Regions from separate parts of the Rattus norvegicus genome. Here region 1 is linked to region 2. A link is a contact called in public Hi-C data. All regions are on one chromosome and are shown on one strand. The core of a region is the stretch at or near the end of the contact, and the rest is flanking DNA. Distances in the headings are between cores, read along the strand shown. Region 1 overlaps Sardh (sarcosine dehydrogenase). Region 2 overlaps Mymk (myomaker, myoblast fusion factor).

Region 1 (5,197 bases), core at 2,381-4,880, 170 kb before region 2:
ACCCAGAGTTATGTGCCTCCTGCTCTCTCCTCTCTTGGTCTACTTGGCCCTTCTTTCCTATGTTGTTGGCTGGTAGTTTTCTAGTGCCTTAACACCGACTCTCCTTCCCCTCACCAATCATCTGAGCACGTTTTTTCCCGCCCTCCTCTTCCGTCAGTCCTTCTACTTATAGTTCTGTATCACAGACTCATACAAAGGAAGTCAGGGCAAGAACCTGGAGCAGGAGCTGAAGCAGAGGCCATGGAGGGGTGCTGCTTACTCTTGCTCCCATGGCTTGCTCAGCCTGCTTTCTTTTTTTCTTTTTCTTTTTCTTTTTTTTTTTTTTGGTTCTTTTTTCGGAGCTGGGGACCGAACCCAGGGCCTTGCGCTTCCTAGGCAAGCGCTCTACCACTGAGCTAAATCCCCAACCCCTCGTCCATCTTCTTATCCACCCATCTTTCCTTTCCTTCTTCTTCATTTCCTTCCCTCCATTCACCCATCCGTGACCCATCCCTCCTCCCCACTCACCTTTTCCTTCCTCTATTCCACCATCATTCAACCACTTGCTAATTCTTCTTTCCAATGGGCATCTAATCCTGTCTCCAGCCAACACTGACTGGAAGGGCTTCATGTTCCAGGCCCTGTTCCAGGTGGTAGAGATAAAACAGAGAGAGACCCATCTTCATCCTGAAGAGAAAAGGGGATCCCACAGACAAGCAAAGAAGCTCAAAGGGGGGGGGGGTTGGGGATTTAGCTCAGTGGTAGAGCGCTTGCCTAGCAAGTGCAAGGCCCTGGGTTCGGTCCCCAGCTCCGGAAAGAAAAAAAAAAAGCTCAAAGGGTTCCCTCCCAGGGTTCTAGGGTTCAGAGACCTGGTGCAGGGCAGATCCTGTCCTAAAAGACCATACAAAGACACTCAATTGACTTCCCTTAGGCCAATCAAATGTGTCCGGGCATGGGCTGTATGACATCCCCAGCCAAGATTGGAGGACAAGTTGATCTTTTGATAACTCCCTGGAGAAGGAGAAGTCCACACCTCTGGAAATTTGAGGGTGATGGAGAAGATCATAGAGCAGGGCATTTAGTTTTGATTTTCGTAGTGTGAGAGGCCACATTGCTCTTGTTCAGAGCTCAGCGATGAGTCTTGGACGCCTGCACACCCCAGCCTTGTCCCTTAGGCCTGCCTCTCCCACCTTGCATGAGTTTGGCTTCCCTCCAGCCTCCAAGATGTCGACCCTGCGCATTTCGTAGTGTGAATGTAGGAAATGGCACAGCAGAAACCTGGATCTGGTAGGTTCCTGCCATTGTTCCCAGAGTAACTCCCCCTGAACACACAGTAGGTCCTTATTCACAGAGACACCTACCTTGGACTGTATTTGGTGTGCAAGGAAAAGTGTCCATGCTGACCCCTTACCGAAGTTCAGAGCTATGGGGACCGCCCACTCCTCAGGTGGCCACCAGGGGTCACTCTCTGACCATGAAGGGGCTCCAGGAGAGTCTGCGGTGTAAGTGGGGAAGCAGTGGATGTGTCTTGGGTTCCACAGGATGTCCACCGAGGGGCACCACACCTCACTCCTAGCTAGCTTCTTCAAATGCTCCCCTGCAGCTGGCTATCTCCCTCCCTTGAATCTCAAAGTCAGAGCCATGCCACAAGGTCCCCGAGTGCCTGTAGATATGTACATGGACGGGGGCCACCATTCCCAGTGCTTCAACATTGCAGGTTACAGTCTGGTGTGATGAGAGAGTTCTCAGGCCCCATCCCCCCATAGAGAAGGCTCTATGAGGTTAGCCCCACCTAGTGCTGGGGCTAGCTAGGCAGGAGGCAGAGCCAAGCCTCGGTCTTGCTTCCACTGCTGTGGTCCCACTCTGTGCTGAGGAGAGTCCTAAGGCTAGGACGTGCTCTGGGGTTTGTATCGTGTGTCCTCTTGCCCGTTTCAGCTGAGGAAGCTCCCCGGATGCGGCAGTCATGGTCTGCAGGAGACTGTCTTCCCATAGCATCAGGTGCTGGGTATAGGCAAGGGCTCAATCAAGGCTTGGGCGCCCATCTTCTATGGTAGCTAAGAGATCTCCCAGCTTTGAGAAGCTGCCCTGGTCCCAGCCAGCTCTGCCCTGACCTCCTTGTGGCCAAGGGACGGCCTGTTCAGGGTATGGTTCTCTCCGTCTTACATTTTTATCCTCCTTCTACCTGCTTCTGCAGGAGATGCTTACCCTGTGCAGATGCCAAGCACAGGCCTGAGAGGGACTGGGGATTAGAAGTCACATCTTCTCATTCAACCTACTGAGTGCAGTCACAGATCTAAGCCCGGGGCTCCCTTTCCTTTATTAACATTTTCATCACATTTTAAAATTTATTTACTTATTTTTATTTGTGTGTGTGTGTGTGTTTGTATGTTTTTGTGTGTGTGAGTGTGTGTGTGTCTGTGTGTGTGTGTCTGTGTGTGAGTGTGTGTGTATGTGTTTGAGTGTGTATGGTATGTATGAGTGTGTGTATGTGTATGAGTGTGTGTGTGCGTGCGAGCGTGCATGCGCACATGTGCATGTGCACGTGCACATGTGTGTGTTGAGCCTAGCCCTTGCTGGGGCCTGGGAGAGGCAGTTCCGAGGGCCAGGGTACCATCCTGCTGGGCTGGAGGCATGGGCTTCCCTGGCCGCCAGGGGTCTCCACAATCCTGTGCTATTTTGCTCTGGGATTCCTTTCTCTTTGGAGTGTTGCTGCTGCGGGTGATGGTCCTGGCAGGGCTGACTGTTATTATCTAGTTACTGAAAATATGACTGTGCTTCTGAAATCAGTCCTTAACTCGGACACTTTGATTACTCCTCACAAACGAACAGGGCCTCTTTGAGGAGCTCCTGTCTGTCTCTGCCTGTCTCCTTCCCTACTCATCTCCAGTGCAGGAGAAGGTCCACAGGTCCACCCAGAGCTGGGCCTGCCCCAGGGCATGGGGGCCAGTGCAACAGGGCTGCTTGAAGCCTGTGGCCTCTCTGCTTTGCCTTCCAGAACATGCCCAATGTCCGGGATCATGATGCTTCTGTCTACCTCCGCCTGCAGGGGGATGCCTTGTCTGTGGGTGGCTATGAGGCCAACCCCATCTTTTGGGATGAGGTAAGACCACCCCCAAGAGTCCCACGGTGGAAAGACAGAGCTGCCTTGGCCCCACCCAACTTGAGAGCTTCTGAGAGCTGGCGCTCAGGTATACCAGAAGCCAGGTTGGAATTGCTGCCCACCTCAGCATGAGGCAAAGCTGGGACTCTAGAAGAACTTAGAAACCACCCAGCCCTTGCTGCCCCTCTTGCCCCTCTCCAAGGCCACAGTGGAGCCTCAGGGCTGGAGGACAATTTAGGGGACAACATGGCTGTCCTATCCAGATGTCCACAAACAGAATGACTAGAGGGCGATTCTAGGCGGGGCGGGGGGGACTAGCCGCCCAGAGGTAGGGAGTCAAACAAAAGTTCACAGGGTTGAGTAGTGCAATGTGGTGGAGACTGCACCCCAAGTGTAGTTAGTAGGCTGTGGATTGTCAGAGAGGTCAGGTTAAAGGCACAGGTTGGCTAGATGGCCAGTTGCCAAGGTTGTGGTGGTCTAGGAGCAGCTCCAGCTTGTCCCGAGATAAGTCACCCTCACCTACCTTGGCAAGGTCTCTCTGTGTAACTCTAACTATCCCGGCACTCACTATATTGACCAGGCTGACCTTGAACTCCCGGTACCTCCTGAGTGCTTGGATTAAAGGTGTGTGGTACCATGACTGGCTGTGCTTGCTTTCTAAAAATCAGAAAGGTTGTCAGAAGGCCGAGGACAGGGGAGTGGTTAGGAAGGCGGGAACATGGAGGGTTTTGAGCAGTTGTGGTAGGTAACTGGGAGCCATTAGATGCTCCAGAGAAGGGTGGGTCACTGTATGGTTTGAGAGAATGGGTTAGAGGCAGGAAGCTGGAGCCCAGTTGGAAACTACAGAAACAGTCCAGGAAAACTAGGTGGGGTGAAACCAGGAAGGAGGGGGAGTGGGTGGATTGAGAGCCCACAGGTAAATCCCATCCTCTGTCTCGTCTGACCTGGTTCCTTACCTGACTAGGGGCTGGAGCTGTGCCGTAGGTGGGCCTGGACTGGATCAGTGCTTTTCTCCGGGCTGATTGACAGATTCTCTGTGCTTCCTTTGTAGGTGTCAGACAAATTTGCCTTTGGCCTCTTTGACCTGGACTGGGATGTGTTCACTCAGCACATTGAAGGTGCCATTAACCGTGTCCCCGTGTTGGAGAAAACGGGGATCAAGTCCACTGTCTGTGGCCCTGGTGAGTGGGGAAGCTGAGCCCAGAGCAGAGGCGTCCTTCAGTCAGTCTGGATGCCAGCACCTTCCTGAGAGGGACCTGTCTCATGTTACATGGGCTTAGCTAGGTGGCTCTTAATTTTCCTCTCTAGAAGAAAACCTGACAAGCAAGGACAGCAATATATCCGTGGCATGAAGCCCATGACTCTCTGACCTCCACAATGAGACTCTAGACCCCATTCGTCCCCCGAACATGGGGTTCTTGTCTGTAAAATGGGAACGTAGGATCCTGTCCTAGCACCATGTGAGGCAGAGAAAAGACAGGAAGACTAACTCTGTCTCTAGTGCAGTGATCACCGGGTGGAACCCCGAGCTCTGCACCCCACCCCAGTCCTCACTTCCCCAACCAGGGTCCCAACCACTGTTCTTGGGTAGCCAGAACTCTGTAGGGTTAGAGTTGGGCTGGGCGTGGAGAGATTTCTGGCCAGGAGTTCCCAAGCCCCTGTCTCCTCTCTGGTCTCCAGGAGGCTGAGAAGAAGGATGAGTTTAGCTCCCAGACCCTTTCTCTTTAGGTTATCAACAGAGTAGCTGCTGTTCATAGGGCACCCCAGGCTCCACCCCAGAGAGAAGATCCTAGAAAGGAGGTAATCTGGAAAGTTGTCCATGCTCACCCTGTAGTCTGATGCATACAGTGTGAGACTCAGGCAGCCAACCCTGGGATAAGTGTGGTGCGGCCCTGCAGCCCTGCACACCTAAGGGTGTGAACTCTTTCTTACCAGAGTCAATTCTTTTCTTGGGAAAGGGTTCTCAGCCTGGCAGAGGAGTCTTCCCCACTCTCTCACGGGCATGCCTCGAAGCTAACCTAATTCCACTCAGTTGAGCGGCTAGCCTCCTGGGTAATTCTAGATCAGTGTCAGCCATCACAGAGCCAGTCAGCACTGGGCTGAGGTGGAACTTACACG
Region 2 (5,006 bases), core at 1,987-4,486:
ACCACTGGGGCTACGGGGTGTACTCTGGTCCCATAGGCACCGCCACCCTCATCATTGCAGTAAAGTGGGTGAGTACTTCTGGTATCTCAGCTGACAGAGCTCAGGGAACCTGTATTTGTCCCCTGATCTTTGTTTCTCTTATATCCCCACATCCTTATGTGCAGGTGAACTAACAAGAATTGGGCCAAAACCCCTAGACTCCCTAAAAATGGTGACTTGTGCTTGAGCCCCACACCCTGCTGGCTCACTGATAATTACTGGCCTTGAGTAAAGGCAAAACTCCTTTTCTCTTGACCTCTGCTCTGCATCCAAATACCCACACAGAATGCTTCTAAGCACGGGCATAGACGCGGTTTCTAATGTACCCGGAAGTGAGGAGACCTTTCATCATCATGACTGTCACTGTCAATGTTTTTATCAATATAAGTATCACCACCATTATCATTCTGAGGGACGACACTGCGTGCAGGTATGATATACCAGTTTGGAGAGCAGCTAGGTTAATCTGGACAGTAAACAAGCCTTGGAAATGAGTCTCACAAAGAAGGAAGGTTTGAGGTGGGGTGAAGCCAGGTTTTCAATAAGACTTTCCCTGGAGGAGGGCCTGGGGAAACATCTACTCTGCTGTATAGACTCCTAACCTCTCTAAGGTCTCAAGGCCCTCATGCCTCCAAGGCCTAAAATCCACCTAAGTAGGCTGGCCAACACGAACAAGGCTCCCAATAGCAGGATAGACCTAGGGATGCTTCCTGAGCTCTACCCGGAGCAGTTAGGCCCAAAACACAGACCTTCCAAGCCAGCAGGCTTCAGACCAAGCAGACAGCAGCCTCTAGCCCGAGACCCTCTGCTACCTTACACAGGAAACACCACTTGGGATCGCAGAGTTTCCCGGAAGTACAGCTATAGCAGGGCAGATCAGGACACGCGGTGCTGGGGGACGGGGGACCTCCGGTCCATCTTCAGCCAAGTTGGGACAGGTAAAGTCAGGCGGGAAGCTTCCAGGCCATGTCCTACTCCTGTGGTCTCTGAGGAGCACAGGCTTATTCTGACTTAGGCTAAGGATGGGCCTGAAGTGCACTGAGCCCCGCAGCCTAACCTGGAGCCCCAGGAGGCAATGGCAGCTGCATTTGACTTTGCAGGGGGAGAAGCTTCCACCCCACTCCAGTTCGAGGGCCTGGAGCTGGCCCTGTCTGACCCTGGGGGCCGAGGTGTTGGGGTTCCGAACGGTTCGTTAACAAGCTGGAATGCATAAACACAAAGGCTTCATTGGAGAGCTGCCTCCTCGTCCTGCTGACTGGGTTTTAATTAGCCAGGATAGCATACATGGGCCGGTGTCCCCCACTAAACGCCGACCTTCCCAGGTCTCTGGTGAGAATGGGAGTGAGAGGCCGCAGCCACCCACACCTGGGGCACAGAGCCCATCTCCTAGACCTTAGATGTGCCGGTGGCTTCGACTTACTTCTTAGTTGGGGAGAAGATGCTGAGTGAAATGGAAAATAGGGGTTCCCCATGAGTGATCTTCACTTTCCTTCCCCTCTCTGGGGCCCCAATGTTAGAACTGTGAGATTGACGGCCACACTGCCCACAGTCGGGCGAATTGGCTGTACCCATGGCACCGACACAGTTCCCTGGGACCTCTACTCCTGTTAAGTGATGGCAAGTTTTAGAACACTTGAAGACAGCACCTTACCTTCCCTCAGAGTGGCAAAGGTTGCCCTGGTTTGCACGATGAGGTCACTGAAGGCCTTTGTGTTTGCAATGCATTTAGTGAGGTGTGCAGTCAGGGCCGCTGTCCTGTGCCCACTGTGCGCACCTGAGCTGTATTAATAACGACCTTCCCCGCTTTCACCTGGACAATTCTGAGTCTAAAATACCTTTGGGCCCCAAGGGTGTGCGTTCCAGTGAGGAACCCACAGGGCAACCCATCTTTCCCATGTAACACCTCACCTTACCAAGCTCGAGCACACACCGGACCCTCACGTAAGGCCTCGGGGCCTGCAAAGCCACGGTTAGTGGAAGGAGACCCCTCAGCTGGTAAAGCTGCTCATATTTGCCACTGAAGTGTCAACGACCACCTCACAAGGGCAGTGGTGGGGCCAGGGAAAATTGGCCCAGAGATTCCAAGGCCTATCACTCAGTCATACAGAGGGATGGGGGTGGTAGAAGACAGCAGTGGGATCGTGCCCAGACAACCCATGGAGGGATCCTTTCCTGTACTGCTCCCCAAGAACCTTGATGTTCCCACCTTGTGCCTGCAGCTGAAGAAGATGAAAGAGAAGAAGGGTCTGTACCCTGACAAGAGCATCTACACCCAGCAGATAGGTCCCGGCCTCTGCTTTGGGGCCCTGGCCCTGATGCTTCGCTTCTTCTTTGAGGTACCTGGCCTGTGGGGGAGGGGAACAAGCCTTCTGGGTTTAGCAGGGAGGAGAGCAGGCTGTCTTCACGTGGAGGCCCCAAGTTGTAGATTCTGTGCTGTTGAAGATGGTACTCACCATCCCCAGTGTTCCAGCATCATAGCCTGTGTGGACAAGTCAGGCCCTGCAGACTTTAGGAAGCCTTCACCCAAGATGCATGCGTGTGCAGAAGTAACCAGGAGCTTGTTCCCAGCACCAGGGGACAGGGAACAGAGGAGAGCAGCAAGCCGTTCTGCTGTATTCTCGGGGTGGGACGACTGGCAGAGGCACCAGATGGCTGAGTTTAGGGAAGGGGTAGAGGCCCTGACTGACTCGTTCTCCTCCACAGGAATGGGATTACACCTACGTTCACAGCTTCTACCACTGCGCCCTGGCCATGTCCTTCGTCCTGCTGCTGCCCAAGGTCAACAAGAAGGCTGGGAACGCAGGGGACCCCGCCAAGCTGACCTTCTCCACTCTCTGCTGCACTTGTGTCTGACAGTAGCCCCCCTGCTCCAGGCCCCTGCCTTCCTGTCTGGCAGCCCTGCTGTCTCTCCCGGGATACTTCCTACACTTTCCCAGTGGAATGTCCATGAGGAATGGCCTCCTCTGCACCCCGAGAGACCAGCAGGGCTGCTGCAGTCGGCGAAGTGCTGCTTAGGGACCCACGAATTCTGTGTTCACCAGTTGCTTCACTCTATTCAGGAAAAAAAAGAGAGAGAACTTTATCCCCCAAGGCTGCATAACCATAGGTGTGCCTTGCAGAGCCCTAGGCCAGTCAGTATTGGCCCCAAGTCACAACCCAGCAGTGTACACAACAGCAGCATACGGGTTATCTATTTCCCAGGCCCTGCCTGCCAGGATTGTCTGCCTTTCCTAGGAAACTGGGATTGCCCTTTCTACCCCTGCCCAGGCCCTGAAAGCTCCCAGTTTCGGGAGCTGGACCCAGTGAGCCCAGTTCCAGTCTGGACCCAGGCTTGGTGCCCCTGCCTGAGTCCCATCCCTTCAGCAGTTTTTCGGTCGAGCCACTCACAGTAAACTCTTGATCAGTCACTAGTCGTTAGCTTCACCCGACATACATCCTAGTTCCTGGAACGAGTCTGCGTGCCGAGTGTGACAGCTCTAGTCTTGGAGGAGTGCCTGTGCTCAGAGTAAGCAGCTGGCCTAAGGCCAGGGGCTGGTAGACACAGAGCTGAGTCTGCTGCTGGCCCAGGTACCTGGGCTGCAAACAGGGTATACTGCTGGCTTACTCTACACTGTCCTGAAGCTTCCTCTGAGGCCCTGAAGGAAAAGTGGGTGCAGTCAACACCCCTGAGCCAGGCATTACTGGGACGGTGCTAGGCTGTGGGCAGTCCTGTCTATGACAGCCTGGGGGTCAGGGCATGGCAGGACACGGCAGCCACAGAGCAGCTCTCAGACATCACCTCACAAGTCTAAATCTCCCCAACACCCCCAGCATCCCCTTTCCCAGTGACCCAAGGCCCAGCTGTCAGCAGGAAGTTACCTACACCTGTCTGGGACTTATTGATGTTTCCAGATGGTGTAACCTCCAGAGCAGCTACCCACATGCAGTCCCCACCCAGTAGGCAGCTGGCAATCTTTCACGAGTCACCTCCTGTCCCTCTTCAGGAAGCCAGCTCTGCCGCTTGCCTTGAGTGTTCCTCTCTTCCCAGCTGACCCCCCCAGCCAAGCCTCCTGGATGCCTACCTCCATAGTGACCACCCACAACTCTCTGTATCTCGGGCATCTCTACCCACCCTTTCCAGGCCTCCATCACTCCAGGCCCTGGTGGTAGACAGAGCTTACCCATGAGCCTCATCCCATCCCTGGCCCCAGAGCCTTTTTTAATGATAGAGCATCCCATGTTATCACAGAGCACCTCAGAGTGTTCAAACCTGGCTCCTGGGGACTAGGCCTCCCTTATCAGGTAAGAAAGACAAGGTCACATAGTCTGGGCTCTGGGACTCCTCAGGAAAGGAGCAGAGGGCTGGAGAGACTGCTCAGTGGTTATGGCTACTGCTGCCCTTACAGAGGATCCAGATTCAGTTCCTAGCACCCGTGTGGTGGCTCACAACCATCTGTAACTCCGGTTCTAGAGGATCTGATCAGATCTCTCTTCTGGCCTCCAAGCCAGGCACACATGTGGAACACGTGCGCACTTGGAAACAAACGCCCACACGCAAAACTTAAAAAATGAGTGAGTCTAAAACAGCTAAAATAAAGTAAAACAAACAGACCACAGACAGAACCCCAGAAGGGGGAGCAAAGGGACAGAGTGGAGTCAAGGCTCTGAGATATGGAGGCCTCTTCCTCCTTACTGCTCGGCCCTCGTCTGGCCTCCAGTCAAGCACAGGCACCCGTCACACAGGCCCCACATACCCACAGGCAACACACACACACATACTTTAAACACATATCTCATGGGCCCAAGCACCAACCAGGAAGACACAGGGCATCCTGGAGCTCAGCCTTCCAGAGGACAGACTGCCAAGTCAGAGCTGGGCATCCCAAGTGAGAGGAGACAAGCCAGGTCCGGGGCCCCTCCGGAAGCAGATGTCTGCAGAGTGTCCCCAGTCCATCCCTTCTCTGTCCCACCCCCGATCCCAGCAAGCA

Evidence for each region. A called contact is a pair of places that touch in the nucleus more often than the background predicts.
Region 1: a contact with region 2 is called in a Hi-C map of liver, with 2.8 times the contacts expected there. The contact joins two enhancer-like sites. A contact is called at or near these places in 2 of 12 Hi-C or Micro-C datasets (kidney and liver).

Annotation. Positions count from the first base shown.
Region 1 is chr3:30,956,929-30,962,125 of GRCr8, reverse strand. Sardh (sarcosine dehydrogenase) reads left to right here. Exons shown (of 21, transcript NM_053664.3): 7 at 2,975-3,079; 8 at 4,131-4,260. Among named protein-coding and RNA genes, the nearest start is that of Sardh, 12 kb to the left of the region's middle. Within about 2 kb of position 3,630, at least 2 of the 93 cell types and tissues checked have an H3K27ac peak or open chromatin away from gene starts, as enhancers often do. A contact at or near this core is called in liver, where this site is marked.
Region 2 is chr3:30,784,886-30,789,891 of GRCr8, reverse strand. Mymk (myomaker, myoblast fusion factor) reads left to right here. Exons shown (of 5, transcript NM_001399315.1): 3 at 1-68; 4 at 2,259-2,375; 5 at 2,743-3,449. The coding sequence ends at 2,892. Among named protein-coding and RNA genes, the nearest start is that of Mymk, 8.0 kb to the left of the region's middle. Within about 2 kb of position 3,236, at least 3 of the 93 cell types and tissues checked have an H3K27ac peak or open chromatin away from gene starts, as enhancers often do. A contact at or near this core is called in liver, where this site is marked.